2 separate regions of the Oncorhynchus kisutch genome follow, and region 2 is linked to region 1. Evidence: chromatin contacts called from public Hi-C data. All regions are on one chromosome and are shown on one strand. The core of a region is the stretch at or near the end of the contact, and the rest is flanking DNA. Distances in the headings are between cores, read along the strand shown.

Region 1 (5,183 bases), core at 1,393-3,892:
GTCTAACCTAACCAGACTAATTAGGTTTGCTTCCTAACATAACTCCACCTGTGGCTCCATAAATACTGCTCCTCACCAGTTCATTGCCGCTTGGGCTAAAGCCGCTTGGCCGTGATCCAAAGAGATGGATCCATTCTGCTGACAAGACTTTTGGAGTTTGATTCCGTTTCCAGCAATCTGGGTCCAGTGAATCTGTTGGAGAAATGGAGGTAGAGGTACTGACCCACTACCCAGATCACAATAACAAAACCTCAGGGAACAAGGTTAAATACGCAATCTGTCATTTAATTACTTTTCTATCATTTTAATATTTGAGTGGATGCGTGTGTTGTACACTTCGTAGGGAGGCCACAGGGGTAAAAAAATTAAAAAAATGAAAAGAAAGAGAAAGGTGACCTGTAGAGAATAACATTTACCTGTGACTCTTCATTCCCACATCTCAACTCTGAAGAAAGAAGGATCTTGGGAATTTTTAGTGGACTTCCCATCTTAAAAGCAGAATGGGGTACTGTTAAAATGCTCACTGTTGTTGATTATAGTAATTGCATAGTGGCTGAGAAAAAGACTAGGAATCCCAATGGACTAATATAGCCAGGCAGGCCAGACATACTTGAGAGTTATCCACCTTGTCAACGGCCAGTGAAATGGTGAGTGCTCTCTTATGGTCCATCATGACCATAGGTGCTTTAGGGCTTGACCTCAGGCCACTCCTTCTCCAGGGCCTCCTGTGACCAATCCAGGCAGCGATGGTGACGCAGCCAACAAGCTCTGCAGCAGACACACATGATATGTACAGTATACATTCACTTTCGTACCTGTCAGTTTACAAGCGCACAATCACACATACACTACATGATCAAAAGTATGTGGACACCTGCTAGCTGAACATCTCATTACAAAATCATTAGCATTAATATGGAGTTGATCCCCCCCTTTGCTGCTATAACAGCCTCCACTCTTCTGGGAAGACTTTCCACTAGACGTTGGAACAACGCTGTGGGGACTTGATTCCATTCAGCCACAAGAGCATTGGTGAGGTCGGCACTGATTTTGGGCGATTAGGTCTGGCTCGCAGACGGCGTTCCAATTCACCCCAAAGGTGTTCGATGGGGTTGAGGTCAGGGCTCCATGCAGGCTAGTCAAGTTCTCGCCAAACCAATTCTGTATGGACCTCGCTTTGTGCACTGTCATGCTGAAACAGGAAAGGGCCTTCTCCAAACTGTTGCCACAAAGTTGGAAGCACAAAATCGTCTAGAATGTCATTGTATGCTGTAGCGTTAATATTTCCCTTCAATGGAACTAAGGGGCCTAGCCCGAACCATGAAAAATAGCCCCAGACCATTATTCCTCCTCCACAAAACTAGCATTATGCATTGGTGCAGGTAGCGTTCTCCTGGCATCCGCCAAACCCAGATCTGTCTGTTGGACTGCCAAATGGTGAAGTCTGTAGCGTTTCCACTGTACCGGAGTCCAATGGCTACAAACTTTACACCACTTCAGCAGATGCTTGGTATTGTGCATGGTGATCTTAGGCTTGTGTGAGGCTGCTCGGCCATGGAAACCCATTTCATGAAGCTCCCGTCTAACAGTTATTGTGCTGACTTTGCTTCCTGAGGCAGTTTGGAACTCGGTAGGGAGTGTTGCAACCTAGGACAACTTACAGTTGGCCGAGGCAGCTTTAGCAGGGCAGAAATTTGACAAACTGACTTGTTGGAAAGGTGGCATCCTATGACGTGCCACGTTGAAAGGCCATTCTATTGCCAATGTTTGTCTATGGAGATTCCATAGCTGCGTGCTCGATTTTATACGCCTGTCAGCAACCTGAGTGGCTGAAATAGCGGAATCCACTAATTTGAAGGGGTGTCCACATACTTTGTAGATATAGTGTACATTGGTGACTGTAACATCATTAGGTACATGCAAGAGCTATTATTTTATTCTGTACTTTGAACTTAATGCTTTTGCCAGGAAAAAATAAAACCATTGTTTATAAGCTTGTAATAGCGACACATGAATGGCAGCATCTTGTCACGGGTGGTGCTGGTGCACATTTATTTTCTGAATTTGCATGCTGTGCTACTACCAATTTCTAGCTAGCCCTCAGGTCGCTAATCATTTGCATTTCACTGAAGTGAAATACTGCTCATGCAATGCTTCTCTTCGTGTGTGCCCTTTGACATTCTACAATATTATCCAGCTATGCACAGACACGCTACCTAATAAAACCTGGCAAAACCTGCCTAGCTAGCTAATTTAGCTAGCTCACTAGCAGACATCAACTTTTGTTCCCGATTCTCATACTTACTCAATAATACAGCGAGTTAGTGCAACATACACAAACGTGACCAAAGAGCGAGGATAAGGGCAATGTAAACAGCTACCGTACACTCCAAATCATCTCGCTGATTAACTGGAACGCCTATAAAATCCTAAATACCTACACGTTGCGTTGTTCGCACAGGTTGTAGATATTTTCACGCTTTTCCTGGACAGAAGAACATCCTGGTGTTTCCGGAAGTGTACGATCTGGCCGCTTTAGTGCCTATAGAGATGAATAATAATGGCATATTTTTGAAGGCACTTAAACCAAAGATTTTTTATAACTAACCCAAGATAGACCACAGCCTGTCATTTCCAATGGGAGAAAATTAATTCAGAGTGGGCAGAATAAGCAAGGTGGGCAGAGCCAAGCACGAGATAGCGAGAGCCTATTGGTGCGTTCTAGCATATATTTGCATATTTCCGTTGGGAAACGCCTACTCTGTGAAGTACGCATGTGCAATAACTCAATTTACCCTTGCAGTCCTTCCAAACAACGCAATCTTTAAAAAAATTGGCAAAGGGTAAAGTCTAAAAAACGTAGTCCACTCTGTTGGTAACATATTCTAGTTTTGGAAACAGAAAACTGTACTGAGATCAAATGATTAATCGATTACAAAATTTGCCGAATGTCGGCCAAAATCTATCTTGCCCCACTGCCGACCACTGTGCTTCCTCTCACCATCATATTTGGTAGTAAGTGGAAACGCCAACCAAATATCGGTCTCATTGTTCTATCTGTGCTTAAACTCTGCCATGGGTCGTTGGAGAAAGCCTATTTGGAAATTAATCCAAGACTGTGGAGCCTTCGCAGGACTTGTCAGAGGAGAGTAGTGATGATGAGGAGTTGAGTGAACAGGAGCCATCTCAGGTTGATCTCAATTCAGATGAAGGCAGGTGATTCCTATGGGTACAAGGGGGAGAAAGAGTAACTCGGCTCCTTGGTGGACTGATGAGTGTAGAGAAGCATTGAACTGTAGGAACATTGCTTTCAGAATGTTGAAAAGGTGCCATAATTACCAGCGCCTGATTCAGTATAAACAAGCACAAGCAGTAGTAAGGGGGATCATTAGGACAGCTAAGAGGGAGTGTTGGCGCCGGTTCTGTGGGAACATAGGTAGAACCACTCCTGTGGGAGAGGTATGGGTGATGATTAAGAGGATGTATTTGCGCCGGTTCTGTGGAAAAATAGGCAGGACCACTCCTGTGGGAGCGGTATGGGGGATGATTAAGAGGATGAGTGGGGTCAGATGAGATTTGGATCTCCCTGGGCTGAAAAGTGGGGAGATTGCAGTGAGAGATAATGAGAAGGCAGAGATGTCAGCCCAGGCATTTGTGAAGGTGCACAGCTCAAAAAATCTGACAGAAGAGGGGCAACGTGGGAAAGAGGATGTCCGAGAAGAACCATCTCTCTCCTGGATCAGAGAGAGATGGTGGTGGATGCATTGAATGCCCCTTTTACATTGGCTGAGATGAAGAGAGCATTAGCTAAAGTTGGGGTAACATCTCCTGGGAAGGATGGGATGTGTTACATCATGATGGCTCATCTCAGTGACACTGCAATGGGGAAAGTATTGGGCCTTTACAATAAGGTGTGGCAGGGAGGGAAACTGCCCGGAAGTTAGAAGCAGGCGGTAGTGGTGTCAATATGGAGACCTGGGAAGACACTACTAGTCCTTAAAGCGATTGGCCGATAGCGTTGACGACTCATGTATGTGAACTATAGAGAGGATGATTATGGAAAGGCTGACTTACTGTCTAGAGAGTAGAGGACTAATGTCACCAGATCAAAGTGGGTCCAGGAAAGGCAGGGGAACGATAGATCCTGTACTGTGCCTTGAGTCAGTCATACGGAAGACACAGGCAAATAAGGAGGTGGTGGGAGCCGTTTTCTTTGATGTAGAGAAGGCTTATGATATGATGTGGAAGGAAAGTCTACTTATCAAGCTGGATAACATGGGGGTTGTAGGAAGTGTTTTTAACTGGATAAAGGATTTTCTTTTTGGGCAATCAATAAAAGTGAGGGTGGGGATCTCTATGTCAGAAAGCTATGAGGTAGATAATGGTACCCCCCAGGGAAGTGTCATTAGTCCTTTTTTGTTCTCCATTATGATTGATGATGTATTCTCCCAGGTGAGACCTGATATTTGGAGATCATTGTTTGCAGATGATGGGATCTGTGGAAGAGAGAGAGAAATATTACCCATAGAGCTAGAAGAGTTCAAGAAGCGATTAGTGAAGTTAAGCAGTGGTCCCTCAGGTGGGGTGTCAAGTTTTCACTTGAGAAAACACAGACTGTGTTTTTTTCTAGAAGGAAGGTTGGGGAGGTTGTATGGAAGGAATCTGGAGAGGGTGAGAGGGTTTAGGTTCCTGGGGTTCTGGTTTGACACTCAAATTACATGGGCAGAGCATATTCAAATGTAATGGTAAAAATGACCAAAAGTAACTACTATTCATGTGTAATTACATGATTCTGACATGAAAAAACATGGTATATTTGGAAAGAAGACATCTGGGAGATTATGAGGAAATTAAACTAGAAATGGGCAGATGTTTTAGTAAGTGGTGTCAGGTGTGGTCTCGGGACGTTTCCAAGTGTCCCTAAACCTCTCCAAAGTGGCATATGTCTGTAAATTAGATAATTCCAGTGCTATTACATATTTGCAATCCCTAAATGCTATTTATTCAGTATAAAAACACAATTTCTACCATATCAACCTCACTCAAACATTGTGGTGGTGTTATGGGATATCCAGGGTACATTCAAGTGTCCTTTCAACCTCTCCAACGTGTCCAGATATGGTAATTCCACTGTTTTTGCACACTGGGTGTGCCTAAAAGTAATTTTTCACTATAAAACCTCA
Region 2 (5,038 bases), core at 520-3,019, 250 kb before region 1:
TGTAAATTGGATAACTTTAAAAAGAAAACTAAAGAAAATAAATTGAATAGCTATATTGGCACCTGAACTTTTGTATTACGGTACTTATAAAATGGCAATTGAAAACCAATAGAGACAGTTCAAGATTCACATAAAGTGGTGCTATCATTTGTGACATTTTAGTTTGTTACATAACTTTGTTGTTTTGTTTTTGTTTGATTTGTGTGATTATTTTTTGTTGTTACTTTTGCAGACAAGCATCATCTGTGATGTTTATAGGGGTGATTTTGTTGCATGAAATGGATGGGAATATAATGCATTATGGGTGTATTGGTTCAAAGTGATGCCTCTTGTGGCACGTAAAGAGTAATGCTCCAACAGACACTGACTAGCCCACAAAAATGAAAACCACTGCTCTCATTACAAAGCCCCTTCTTGCTGTATGTGTCTGTTGTCAGCTGAATGAAGCAGGAGCACTATACTGACAGAGGTATGAAACAAGTTTGACCAACAGATAGACACTCATTTAGATGGCCTATACGGTTATGGAAGTAGGATAGGAATTGATAATCAATTGTGAATAACTTTTGAAAAAGAGAATTGAATGAATGAATTACTCTGGGGAAAATGGTGTGTAGGCCTATTCCCTCTGGGTTCAGCAAGACAGAATTTAAGTCATTGGGTTAAAGGTACTGTATGTGGAGGTTAAGATTGAAGGTTAATAAATACTTTGATGTCAATTAGCGAGAATAATGCCCAAAATAAACCAGGAGGAGGTGTTTGTGGTTACAAGATAGTGAGGAGAATTATAGACAACGAATATAGACAAAGAATAGAATGTCAAAAGAGAGAGGGGGAAGGGTGAAAATGCCTTGCTGCATGCCCCCTCCCTCACCTCTCACCCACCTATATATCCCTATACCTCACCCCTCTAGTCTACCCTTCCTTTCTACCCATCCCTACCCTTCTACCCCTCCCCTGACTCCAGGTATCAATTCTGTTTTCTATCTTTATTTCAGTCCATGGTGCTAAACACAGTATAATCTAGAAGAAAAAGAAAGGCACACCTATTAAGGCGAGGTGCTGGCTAGAGGTGCTGGCTAGAGGTGCTGGCTAGAGGTGCTGGCTAGCGGAGTAGAAAACTTGAAAATAAAAGAGAGCCGCACACTCTAGGAGCTCAGATGCAAAAATGTAATTACCAACGTTTCAACAGCCAAGGATTATACCCTGATGAAGACAGCTTGGCTGTCGAAACGTTGGTAATTACATTTTTGCATCTGAGCTCCTAGAGTGTGCGGCTCTCTTTTATTTTCAAGCTAAACACAGTATAACCAAACAAAACCTTGAGTTTTTATGTTTTTACTGTTATACTGTAGATGTTGTTTTTTAAATAAAGATGATTTAACTAAAAGGTCATGCGTTATTCTTATTTTAACATATATCAAAACATGTATAATTTTATTGTGTGACACTGATATGTGCATATCAGATTAGTCCAGTTCACCACTCAAAATTCAATAAAGTAATTTTACTTGCCCCGGATGGCCAGTAAATATCCTCTGGCTCTGTCTTGGTCATATTGCTCTTCACTGATATGCCATATTGAGAAGAGATGAGCATTCTGTGCTGCCAGAGACAGACAGATACTCTAAGTTGACTCGCCCATGGTTATTAAATGGTATCATATGCTCAAGACAAAGATGAATAAGGTAAATAGGATTCATCCTATAGCTTCTTCTATCACACATTTTTTGGCACATCTATTGAGTACCACTTGAGGGTGTGGCAAAACGTAATGTTCATTTTAATCAAATGTGTTATTGTATTTCGTCGTTTTAAGAGGTGCTTTCTTTTTTCCGCAAAACACAAAAGGAAACGCGTCTGGTGTCTTACCAACAATTATGTTTCCGTGATGGAAAACGAAGCAGACAAAAAAATAGGCAATGGACCAGTCTCGAAAGGCTCACGGAGGATGTTGAGAGAAAAAGGGATGCTGCGACTGATGTGATGCGCGTGCGCAGTGCGCACAACGCATGTGTCTTGTCCTCTATTCAGCCGGCTTCTATCTATTCACCCAGCTTCTATTCATCTTGGCATTTAGGCATATTAGGTACTGTAGTAGCTCGCTAACTACGTTCATTCAGCATCTCAGTAACAAACGGTAAGAATCCTCAATTAATTGTTATTTTTAAACTACTGTACGGTGAATTACTGCATTCAAGGCAATTTTTAGTACGCTAGCCAGTTAGCGATTGCTAACGTACGTTAGCATTACAATTTATTAGCAGGTGAAATATGGATGACACATGGATGAATCGATAAATAGGTGAAACGTTTGCATACAAAGACATTTATTCAGCGAGAGTGTGCTCTCGGTAACCTCCTTTCCAAGAGGACAATGAATGAATCCGCTTAACATAGCTAGCTAACCTGACCAACTGCTTGTGAAAGTTATGCTAGCTAACGTTAAATAGCGAACGTTAGCAAAGCTTTCCCAGTTGCCAGAGGCAGAGAAATATGCAACTAGCTACTATTCATATCTATTGATGTTATATTACGGTTGATAAAACAACTTAAATAATAGACGAGCTTCTAATATTCAATTGTTTAAGTGTAGAAATAGAAGACTGATCATCACATCTCAGTGTGTCTGTCTGCATGGATCAACTCTTTGTCATTGTCATGGATTAAATGCATGTAAAGAACGCATATGCTCATTATTGATGAATCAGATGTGGGCAAAATAAATTATAAAATGTACAACAAGTCAAATAAGACAAATTATTGTTGTATGGTTTTTGGGAAAGCAGGTTGTTACCATGACGTCTCGTGTGGGCCCTCGAGCTGCAGGTACTGATGGGAGTGACTTCAAACACAGAGAGAAGGTGGCCTCACACTACCAGATGAGGTAATCAGTCATGTCTGCTGGCTGGCTGTATGCCTGTGTCTGTCTCTGCGCTTGCTTGTCTGCCTGTCTGTCTGTCTGCGCTTGCCTTTCTGTCTGTCTGAGTGTGCCTGCCTGTCTATTACCATATTGTTTATAGTTATCCATTAACCATACTGTCTCAACTCCCTCTCCCCCTTTTCCCTGTGTCTCCAGCGCCTCGCTAAAGTCTGAGATCCGGAAACTCAACTTTGTCCACCTACTGCTCTGGCTCCTGGTGGCGGCCCAGGTGATCGTCAGCAAACTTGACCTGGTGCCAAGCGATACAGTGGCTGAGCCCTACAGATGGGAGTACCCCTACCTGATCAGTCTCTTTCCACTGGTCACCGGTAGCCTGTCGCTGCCCAAGAACAACATCAGCTACCTGGTGATCTCCATGATCAGCTCAGGCCTGTTCTCCATCGCTCCACTCTTCTACGGCTCCATGGAGATGCTCGGCGAGGCCCAGCAGCTGTACCGCCACGGCAAGGCTTACCGCTTCATATTTGGCTGGGCGGCGGTCACCGTCATGTACCTGGTGATGGTGGCGGCGGTGCAGGTGCACGCCTGGCAGATCTACTACAGCAAGAAGCTGCTGGACGCCTGGTTTGACTCCACACAGGAGAAGAAGAAGAAGTGATGAGGATGTTTTGTGGGTTTTGAGGCTAGGGGAAAACTGTTTGTGTTTTTCTCTCTGTCTTTAGGATGCATATATTAGTATATTCTGTTATTTATTTATTACCTCATGCAATCACTGGCTATTATGTCTTTCCAGATGGTCTATCCAACACACGTTTTCTCGCCAAAACATGCATACTCTCTCTCTCCATTTCAAAGACACTCAGGTGTATACATTTTCTCTCAAATACACAAACAATTAGTAGCGCAGCGGTCTAAGGCACTGCATCTCAGTGCTAGAGGTGTCACTACAGACCCAGCATCGTTAGGGTTTGGCTGGGGTAGGCCGTCATTGTAAATAAGAATTTGTTCTTAACCGACTTGCCTAGTTAAATAAAATAAATGAAAATAAAAGCAATTCTCTACTTTGTTTATCTGGCCTCAGAGAATAAACGATAGAGACTCCTTCTGAGACCACAATATTTACAGCTGTTGTGAAGCATTTAGACGTATGAACCAAGCCCTTGTGTGAGACTGCAGCATGACGGAGGATCTCTACTGACTCTTTGTCTTAACAGTGGAGGAATGAGGGCTGGACTAGTTTGTTGTCACGGTTTCAGTAAATTGACATCCGGCGACTAGTCTGTCAATATTGAAAGCCCTGTAAGGCATGCGCACAAGTACTGTGTAAAGCTTGAGACTGAGAGACATGGGATGCTGTGTTTCAAAGGCAAAAAAATGCATCACTGCGCTAAGTTGGCCTGACAGGTTAGTCTGTGTCTTGACAGCTATCAAGGGGTCTTGATTTGTCCCTGTAATGTGCCCAAACTGTAGTGCTCATCTGGGTTTTTGTCAATACCAGTCAATTCATATAGTAAACCAAATATAAATTCCAAATGATCATTGATAAGCATTGAAGAGAATTGGAATTTCAGTGTACTTCCTGAATTGACTGGATTTGAAATGGAATTGACCCCAACCCTGGTGCTCATCATTCATATATCTCTTAAATGTTCTGTATGCTTGACCCTTTGCTCCCTCACTTTTTATGATTATGTTTTTACCACCAATAAAAAGGGAAATTAAATCCTTGTTGTCTTGATTGTGTCTTTAGTTGTCTTGATTGTTACAAACCTTGTGATGTGCTTGAGTAGTTTCATCACAGTTGCTTTCACCATGTAATCACTTATGTGTCACAGTAACCTTTGAAATTAAGCAAAACATGTCTAGTAAAAGTCAGTATAGAGGAAACCACATCACACAGAGTCACATATTTCATATAAAACTCAATTTCTCAACCTGCTCCTATGCAGTGTTGTAAAGTACTTTAGTAAAATGTCAATCTTACTTGAAAGTACTACTTAAGTAGTTTTACTTCACTACATTCCTAAAGAAAAGTATTTACTTTTTACACCATACATTTTCCTTGACACCCTAAAGTACTCTTTACATTTTAATGCTTAGCTGGACAGGAAAATGAGCAAATTCACACATTTATTAAGAGAACATCCCTGGTCA

Evidence for each region. Hi-C and Micro-C count contacts between places; a contact is called where the count stands out from the background.
Region 2: a contact with region 1 is called in a Hi-C map of liver, with 7 times the contacts expected there. The contact joins the promoter of jagn1a here to the promoter of LOC109869928 in region 1. A contact is called at or near these places in 2 of 2 Hi-C or Micro-C datasets (liver and muscle).

Annotation. Positions count from the first base shown.
Region 1 is chrLG2:64,910,179-64,915,361 of Okis_V2, reverse strand. It overlaps LOC109869928 (sentrin-specific protease 7), which reads right to left and starts at 2,642. Exons shown (of 22, transcript XR_004204599.1): 1 at 2,442-2,642; 2 at 611-768; 3 at 417-488; 4 at 77-192.
Region 2 is chrLG2:65,154,497-65,159,534 of Okis_V2, reverse strand. It overlaps jagn1a (jagunal homolog 1a), which reads left to right and starts at 1,769. Exons shown (of 3, transcript XM_020499856.2): 1 at 1,769-2,140; 2 at 2,790-2,887; 3 at 3,080-4,607. The coding sequence starts at 2,799. The coding sequence ends at 3,542. It overlaps LOC109903226 (collagen alpha-1(VIII) chain-like), which reads left to right. Exons shown (of 3, transcript XM_031800044.1): 3 at 1-1,116.